Regions from separate parts of the Mus musculus genome. Here region 2 is linked to region 1. A link is a contact called in public Hi-C data. All regions are on one chromosome and are shown on one strand. Each heading gives the region's core, a stretch centred on a gene start, on an enhancer-like site or on the middle of the called end of the contact. The rest is flanking DNA. Distances are from core to core; before and after follow the strand shown. Region 1 overlaps Flt3 (FMS-like tyrosine kinase 3). Region 2 overlaps Pan3 (PAN3 poly(A) specific ribonuclease subunit).

Region 1 (4,287 bases), core at 497-2,996:
GAGATGAGCATTCATTGGAGTTCTCATTTTGGGTTAAAGGGCTATGTCATTGATTGTATTGGTTGGTTTCTGAGAACCTAGGAAGTAAAATCAGAATCCTGTAGGAAGTTAGTCAGGAGGACACCACCGTGAACGACAGGGATGCAGGCTCTGCACGCTCACATCCACACGGGGCAAGTTAGCAACCGCGGGCAAGTTGCTTTTCTTTGTCTCAATTTCCTCTTCACAGAGTGGGTATTTTCAGACCGAAGTGAGTACTGAGAGTGTCGAGCAGAGAGGAGGAACTGGGGCAGCCTGGGCTGCTGTCATTTCATAAGCAGGGATGATGGTACTGAGACTCCCCTCCCCCTCCCCCCTGCCCCCCTCCCCCAGCACTGGCTGAACACACAGCACCAGGGGGACTTGCACCAAGGTGTCCTAATTCCTTCTTTTTCTTCCTCATTCTGAGGCTTGAACCAAAGCCTCGCGAAGGCCAGGCCAGAGCTCTACGCCTGAGCTCTTCAGCCCTTACTGTTCATTTCATTCTTTCTTTCTTTAAAAATTTGATGCCAGGGGGACATGGTGGCAGCGCACATCCTTAGCCCCAGTGCTCCAGAGGCAGAGGCAGAGGCAGAGGCAGGCAGATCTCTGTCTGAGTTCCGAGGCCAGCCTGGTCTACAGAGTGAGTTCCAGGACAGCCAGGGCTACACAGAGAAACCCTGTCTTGAAAAATGAAAAGAAGAATAATTATGTTTTTATTCCTGTGCATGTGTGTGGGCGCTGGGGGAGGGTGCATGCTCGGCACACAGGTGAAGGTCAGAGGTCAACTTATACCATTCCAGTTTTTCCACCATGTGTTTTTGGGGGGCAACTCCAGCCCTCAGGCTTGGTAGCAACTACCTTTACCTGCTGAGACATCTCACTGTCTATCTGTCTGTCTATCATTGTCTATATGTCTTCTGTCTGTTTATCTATCAATCATTTGTCTGTTTATCTATCTATCATTTTCTGTCTATCTTTCTTTCTCTCTCTCTTTCTTCCCTTCTTAAACATTCATTTTTTGCCTCATCATACTTTGAATTGATTTTCACTTATGTGTAAGTATGTGCACATGAGCACACATGTCCAAAGAGGCCAGAGGCACTAGATTCCTTGGAGCTGGAGTTATAGATGCTTGCGAGCATCCTGCCGTGGGTGCTGGGTATCAAACTTGGGTCCCCTGGAAAAGCACTCTATGCTCTTAACCACTGAGCCATCTCTCTGGCCCCCTCACATTCTCTTTGAACGAACACATGTCAGTTATGTTGTATTTGGAGTCTTCCTGAACTCTTCATATAGTAACAGGGTAACAAACGCTACCAGTTAACTACAGCACCTTTAAACTTTATAGTGAATACCTGTGTGCTGCCTGTTCAGAAAAAAAAAAAACAAAAAGCTTTTTATACATGCTAGCTTGTCTCATGATCGGAAACATAAAACACATATAAAGCCACTTTATAGCTAAGGAAACCGAAACAGGTCTGAGTAAGGGCATTTTTTTTTTCAGGTGAAGATCTCATGCCAACCCCTAATGGATCTGTTCTGAGTGGCCAGCCCCCCAGAGATGCGTGGCTATTTTGCTTAGCTCTTAGTGAGCACAAAACAATCTTTTCAGCCTAAAGAAGTGAAGCACTGGGAGTTTTTTTTTTCTCCCCTTGGTGTCACCATAAATCAAAAACGCATCACAGAGAGTGCAGGTGTTTCCTGTACTCGTGACAAAAAGCAAACGGCTCACGTTGCCCCTGACGACGTAGCTGGAGTCGCTCAGGATGTCTCGGGCCAGTCCAAAGTCACAGATCTTCACCACCTTCCCGTGGGTGACCAACACATTCCTGGCTGCCAGGTCTCTGTGGACACACTGGAAGAGAGAGGCTTGAATGACATGGTCTGTGACTTACACCTTCAGAGAGAGACTCACAACAGTTACAGAGGACAGAGACCCATGACTGTCATACATCCCGAGAACACTGGCTGAGTCCTAAGTTAACTCAGCTGCAGTCATCTGAGGCATCCCTGGAGCTATGAGCCAAAGAAGTGCCAAAGGGGGCCTTCGCCTAGCTCCAGAGACGCTTCTAACAGCCGGCTTCCTGTGCGTGCGTGTGTGCGTGCGAGAACAGAATCCCTTTTGGATAAAGAACTGGCTTTCAGAATAAAAGTGCATCATATCTGACAGGCCTAGTGGTGCAGATCCATAATCGCAGCACTGGAGAGGCTGAGGCAGGAGGATTTCTAAGTTTGAGGCCAGCCTGGACTACACATAGAGGTCGTGTCTCTAAATGAATAAATAGATTAAGATTGAAGAAAGCATTCAGAAGAAGTGAGTTTGGGGGGACCAAAGAGATGATAGCTCAGTGAGAAAACGCATTAACCATGTAACCCTGATGTCCTGAGTTCGATTCCTGGGTCCCACAGTGGAAGAATTAACTCCCACAGTTTGTCCTCTGACTTCTGCACACACACTACGGTACATGGGCCCCACATTCTCATACACACACACACACACACACACACACACACACACACACACACACACACTTGCTTTCACATGCACATACAGGGTACAGGGGGCAGACAGACAGACAGAAGATAACGATGAGTTTCGAGGAGTACATGAGAGTAGAGCCCAGAGTCTCTGAAGGGAATGAACTCTGTAAGAGAGCACATGGTGTCCATGGGGGTCCACTACGCTCTCCTCAGCCTTTAAAAGAACAAAGCCTATAAAAACAGGAATGTCTGTGCCGTGACTCCTGCCCTCCTTCTCCAAGTCTGGCTTTCTTCATGTGGCATCTCCTAGATGTCTGTCCCCATCCCCATCATGTCCTCCTGACTACCTGCCCTGCCCGTATTCTTCCCAGCTGCTCTGGGAAGGCTCCTTCTGACCAGCAAGAAGGCTGCCCAGCCTGGACTGGCTTTGACTAGTCCCTCTCCCTCTGGATTCCATCCGAGGGAGGCTCTCTTGCTCTCTTGCCTGTTCCTCACCCCTTTTTCCTTGGGGTAGCCATGCTAACTTTAGTGACAGTATCAATCACAAGACACTGATCTGATGTATAGGTCTGCTTGTCTTTCTCCTAGAAACATAAAACCTGTGGGCCCTGAAGTCACATCCTCATTGGTTTTCTGCCCCAGCACAGTGTCGCATGGAGCCACACAAATGTGTGACACAGTCACAGAGTGGGGAAGAGCACAGTGCTTGGCATGATTGGAGCAGAAGGCTGCAGTGAAGACAAACCGTCTAAAAACTGGATGCCCGGGGCTGGAGAGATGGTTCAGTGGTTAAGAGCACTGACTGCTCTTCCAAAGATCCTGAGTTCAAATCCCAACAACCACATGGTGGCTCACATCTCATCCATGAGATCTGATGCCCTCTTCTGGTGCGTCTGAAGACAGTTACAGTGTACTTAGATATAATAATAAATAAATCTTAAAAAAAAAAAACTGGATGCTCTTCAAAAGTCCATGTCATAACACACCTAAGAGTAAAAATAAAAAGGCCTGCTGTAATTAGAGAACATGAACAAACTGTGCTGGATTATCTAAACTGGTCATTGCGGCTCGGCAGCACGGGGGACAGAGAATTTCTGGATTCTGAGGTCAGAAGACCTGCCTAACACCTGGGCCACGCCTTCTGGTGGCAGCCATAGAGGGTATGAAGGAGGAAGCGTTTGCATTTTGCCTGCTTGCCTTCACTCTTACTGGCAAGTCCATCTGCTCTGCTGCTGTGGTTGCTTTCTCACTGACTTCTTCAGGATCCCAATGTAGACCCAGGACCACCTGCTTTCTAAGACTTCCCCGGGACTCCAGATGGGGATTTCTGAGACATCCAGTCTCGTGCACCTTGTTGGATTACATGAACTGCTGCCTGTAAGCCGCTCTAACAAATCCCCCATATATGCGTGTGTGTATGTGTGTATGTCTGTGCATAAAATATTTTTACATAGAGAGTAAAACAATATATAATTTTATATGTATATATACTTATATATATAACTTTTTAAATTTTTACTTATTTATTTATTTTATATGAGTACTCTGTTGCTCTCTTGAAACAGCAGAAGTGGTCATCAGATCCCATTACAGATGGTTGTGACCCACCGTGTGGTTGCTGAGAATTGAACTCAGGACCTCTGGAAGAGCAGTCAGTGCTCTTAACTACTGAGCCATCTCTCCAGCCCTATATATAACTTTATAATTAAAAATAATACATATATATGTATTATTTTTAATTCTATCAGTTCTGTTTCTTTAGGGAGCCCTAATTAACATACTACC
Region 2 (4,737 bases), core at 1,001-3,500, 130 kb after region 1:
TATAACCCATTTGCCAAATGGAAAACTGCTTTAGGAAAAAAACCCAGTTGTAATTAATCAAGATCTAAATCTTGAGGTTTTTTTCCTTATTATAGCCTGCTTTTATCCCTGCTTTTTGATAGTTTGCTTGTGGTACCTCTCCTGTTTTTGGTTTTCATGATTCTCACCTATTTTGTTTTTCGAGAGAGGGTTTCTCTGTTTAGCCCTGGCTGTCCTGGAACTCACTTTGTAGACCAGGCTGGCCTCGAACTCAGAAATCCGCCTGCCTCTGCCTCCCGAGTGCTGGGATTAAAGGCATGTGCCACCACGTCTGGCTACAAAAAAGTTTTAAAACAAAATTCTCACCTATTTATACCTTTCACTTAAGTGTCTGAACCAGTGCTAATGTTAACTGCTGGGCCATCTCTCCAGCCTGTGTCTGAATATCTGATTGGGTTTTGTTTTTAAGATCTGTTGCTGCCTTCCTTTTCTGGGCCGTCCTTTCTGTCTACATACATTGTGTTTGACTTGGATGGGCTCTTGCTTTTTTGGGGAGGAAGGTGGTTCATAACACAGGCACTGGAACGTGTTACTGAGTCTCTGTACTTCTGTTACACTGTCTCATTGTAAGTGGGGCCTGAACGTGTTTCTTTTCTCTCAGGAGATGGTGTTAATGTGGCCTTCCCAGGGAGCACTGTTAAGTCTGGAGGAAATAGACATATCTCACTGTTCTCTAGTAGTTCTTAGTTGAAAGTTTTTCTATTTTTGGGTGATTTTCTTTAATCTGTTTGTCGTTTTCCACTGAATTGTGCACTATTTGAAACTATACTTTTTTTCTCAAATTATTTTGGTCATTATTGTAAACATCACTTTGATTTTCTTTTACTGAGCAGTTATGTGTAATTTTGTAGTAATTATTCTAAAACCATATGTATATATAGGTGTTAGTGTGTGTGTGTGTCATGCATGCATGGGTACATACACCTATGTGTGTGCTTTTGGAGCCAGAAGTTGACATTGGTGTCATTCTTCATATCTGTTTGCTTTATTTTAGTTTTTATAAGAATTATTTTACGTGTACAGTTGTTTGCATGTATGGATGTGTGCTTGGTGACCATGTTTCATCTTGTAAGAATCTGATGCCTACTTGAATGACAGGATTGAGTGATGTAAAGCTCTATAAAATGTTTGTGGTATTAGAGATTAGAATTTGCCTGAAAGTACTGATGTATTAAAGGCATTCATGCTGCCTCAGAAGTTTTAAAATAGTTATGAACCATAAGTTTTTCGCATTACTGTGATAGTAGCTTATCTGGTAAAATGATGAAATGCATGAAGACTGTTGGGTTTGTGCTGGGTCCGGCATGGCTGCATAAGGGGAGGTGTGACACAGTTCCTGCCCCTGGAGCATTACCAGGCTGTTGATCGTCACGGTCCCCACACGTGCTGATGGATGCTGTTGCCCTCAAGCTGATCTGCTGTCTTTACTACTTTACTTTCAGTCTCTCTCTGGGGAATATACTTCCCCCGTTGCCATAATCAATGAAACAGATGTGGTTCTCAGGAGTGAGGAATGGAGGTGGTCATGAGGCTGAGGAGGATGAGGAGCATGCCTTCTGCTTGGCCTTTAGGGCCATGGGAAAGGATCTAGACAACATAACCACAGAGGCCATAAAAGCCTACGTGGTCCTTTGTTGAAATAGTTCATTGCCAGACTTGGCCTTGAATTTAAAATCGTGAGGAGATACAGGTACCCTCTGGTCCAATGACTGCTGCATTAATTAGCCAGGGTGAACTTGGGGACATCAAGGACAGAATTAAAGTGGTCTCAAGAAGAAAAGGCACGGATAGAAAAAAATAGTAATCTATAAAATATGAGTGAACGATAGACAGTTTTATAGGAGAAAGACTTATGATGTATAATTTAGAACAAATGGTACTAGAAGGAGAGTACATGAGGGCATTGGAATTGCTAGGATAGGAAGCAAAGATTAGAGAAATAAAAAGATGATAGATAAGCATATAAAAAGTTAGTACTTTGTTCTTCTGGCTACTTGAAGAGTTGGAGTTGATAGTGCCTGGAGAGACAAAGAGCTCACTGTGTTACTTAACCTAAAGTTTAAAACTTTGTAAGGAATCATTTTAACTTTAGTAGTATATCATCTTTCGATTTTCCATGAAAATAGTTACTAAAAGACTGCTGTCTGCTGTACCAAGAAACCGCAAGAGCTGTGCCTAGCTAGCCGTGAAGAACAGGCTATGTAAAACCTATGAGGAAATGTGCTTTTGCTTTGTGTTTAGTTTCTGCTCTAAGGGAGTGAGGCTTGGGACTATTGATCTGAGACTCAATAGAATTTATGTAAATGTAAGAATTTTAAATATTATGAACAATGAGCAAAGCCTTGATGATATAATTTAAAAAATAAAAGACTGGGTTTAGGCTCTCTGGTCAGAAAGGAAAAGAAGGAAAATGATGAGAATCCTCAGGGAACAGAGAGCACCTGAACTGACAGCTTGCATCTGCTACTGACCCTGAGTCATTACTGAATCAGCACCACTCCCATCCCTGCCTCTCTCAGGACCCTTCTCACGCTGAGGCTGGACCTTGGCAGGTTTGTGAGAGGATCCATTTGATTTCCTTGTCTACTTGTCAGTATCTCCTTTGATGTAACTTCACCCTCTTGAGACCTACTTCATAAGTAGGTGCACGTTAGTGTTATGGATCACAGATCCTTCTGTGAGTGCTTTCTCTAACTGGTGCTTCTTTTAGGAACTCAGAGAAGTTTTGGAAGCTCCTTAGATATGCTTAGTTCTTTAGTTACTCACTAGGTTAGAGTGCTACTTCAGGTAGGTTTTAGTCTTTAGGGCCCAGGGATAGGAATATTATAGATTTTGATGGAATAGACTGGAATTAGTAAGTGTAAGAGTTTGCTTATATTAGGTTATATATTATTAGGTTAGAGTTCCTTGGGACTTTGGAGAGTTAGAGAACTGCAGTGACTGCAGTCCCTTGAAGTGAATGCAGTGCTCTCTGCCTCCATCCCCTTAGCACTGTCTCCATCTCCCCATTCCCTTTCCCTGATTCTACCCAGCCTGCTGTTTCCTGGTAAGTAATGGCCAGTGAACCTGGGAGATTCTTATTCAGACCCTTTGGTGCTGTGGTTTGTGTTCTCTCCTGGTACAGGATGCCTTGGAATCTGGCTTTACTGCTGTTTGCAGATCTTTGCTTTGGCTTTTCAAGAACTTCTTCCTGTAGAAAGATTTCTTCCTTCTAACTTATAAATATGCCATGTTTATCTTCTATTATCTTGGTAACCAGCAAGAAAGAATACTACATAAGGAAAGGGCTCATATGTCTGGGCAACTGTGCAGCAGATTTGGGAGCCTAGTTCCTACTTGTGTGAGCTCCTTTCATGCCTTTCGTTCATCCCTTAGCTGAAGTTTGCACTTTCACCAGTCACTTGAAAATAATTTTGATAAGGCTATCTACTAGTTAGAAGTTAATGGCATTTGTATTAGTTAGCTTTTTGTTGCTGTGATAAATACCACACCCAAAAGTAATTTAGTAAAGAAAGGGTTCATTTTGGCTTTTGGTTCTAGAGGTTTAGAGCACATGAGTGGTGAGGAGGGCATGTTAGTTAGCAAGTACATAACATTTTCATCTGCATACATGGGAAGCAGAGAACAGGAAATGTTGTAAAATTTCAAAGCATGCCCTTAGTGACATAGTTCCTTTATCAAAGGCTCCAGTTTCTAAAGGTTCTTTCACTGCCACCCCTAAACAGTACCACCAGCTTGCTAGCTAGAGCTAAGTGTCGAAGTACATGAGCCTGTAGTGCATCAGCTTGCAACCTGTAGGTTTCAACCTCTTTGGGGGTCTTTCACAGGACCCTTTTACAGGGGCAGCCTTAGACCGTGTGCATATCAGATATTTTACATTACAGTTCTTAACAGTAGCAAAGTTACAGTTAGAAAATAGCAACAAAGTAAATTTTTGGTGGAAGGCCACCACAACACGAGGAACTGTATCATTGGGAAGGTGGAGAACCACTGCTCTAGGGGAACATTTCTTATTCATTTGGCTACACTCTGCTCCGTATTCTCCATAGGCATGGCCATATCATGATGCAGATGGATTTAGTCTAATTTTAGATGCCCTTGGAGTGTTTGACAATTTCAACGCTGTTCAAAAGCCCAAAGTCTCTTCTGACACAATGATCTCTTAACTATCATTAAAAAAAAAAAAGAAAAGAAAGCAAATTATATATTTCCAACATACAATGGCATAGAATATACTATAATAAATGGGAGCACAGCCAGGAAAAACTGGACCAACACAAGGCTGAAACCCAGAAGGGTAAATAGAAAATTCTGTAGCTCCATGACTGGTTCTAGGTGTTTAGTTGCAAAGGGCTTATTACTTAGATGACTGCACTTCTGGCTTCGTTATCTGCAACATGCATCTCTCTTTCGGGCTTGTTTTACTTTCTGTCTACAGCTAGAGAGATGAGTTAGTGTCAGAAGTGGAAGAAGTAACGGTTAGGGGCCAGGTCAAAAAGAAGACACCAGGCAGTGGTGGTGCACGCCTTTAATCCCAGCACTTGGGAAGCAGAGGCAGGCGGATTTCTGAGTTCAAGGCCAGTCTGATCTACAGAGTGAGTTCCAGGACAGCCAGGGTTACACAGAGAAACCCTGTCCTCCCCCCCCCCCCCCCAAAAAAAAAGCTAGGTTTTCCGGAGTCTGGAGAGATGGCTCATC

The links. A called contact is a pair of places that touch in the nucleus more often than the background predicts.
Region 2: a contact with region 1 is called in a Hi-C map of centrocytes, with 1.9 times the contacts expected there. The contact joins two enhancer-like sites. A contact is called at or near these places in 3 of 484 Hi-C or Micro-C datasets (CD4 T cells, centroblasts and centrocytes), 1 of 115 datasets of contacts at active chromatin or transcription factors (memory CD8 T cells) and 1 of 9 other capture datasets (liver).

What each region holds. Positions count from the first base shown.
Region 1 is chr5:147,339,460-147,343,746 of GRCm38.p6, forward strand. Flt3 (FMS-like tyrosine kinase 3) reads right to left here. Exons shown (of 24, transcript NM_010229.2): 20 at 1,754-1,876. Among named protein-coding and RNA genes, the nearest start is that of Urad, 19 kb to the left of the region's middle. Within about 2 kb of position 1,747, at least 83 of the 459 cell types and tissues checked have an H3K27ac peak or open chromatin away from gene starts, as enhancers often do. A contact at or near this core is called in centroblasts and centrocytes, where this site is marked.
Region 2 is chr5:147,471,856-147,476,592 of GRCm38.p6, forward strand. The region is part of intron 4 of Pan3 (PAN3 poly(A) specific ribonuclease subunit); the gene reads left to right. Among named protein-coding and RNA genes, the nearest start is that of Pan3, 44 kb to the left of the region's middle. Within about 2 kb of position 2,251, at least 27 of the 459 cell types and tissues checked have an H3K27ac peak or open chromatin away from gene starts, as enhancers often do. A contact at or near this core is called in centroblasts and centrocytes, where this site is marked.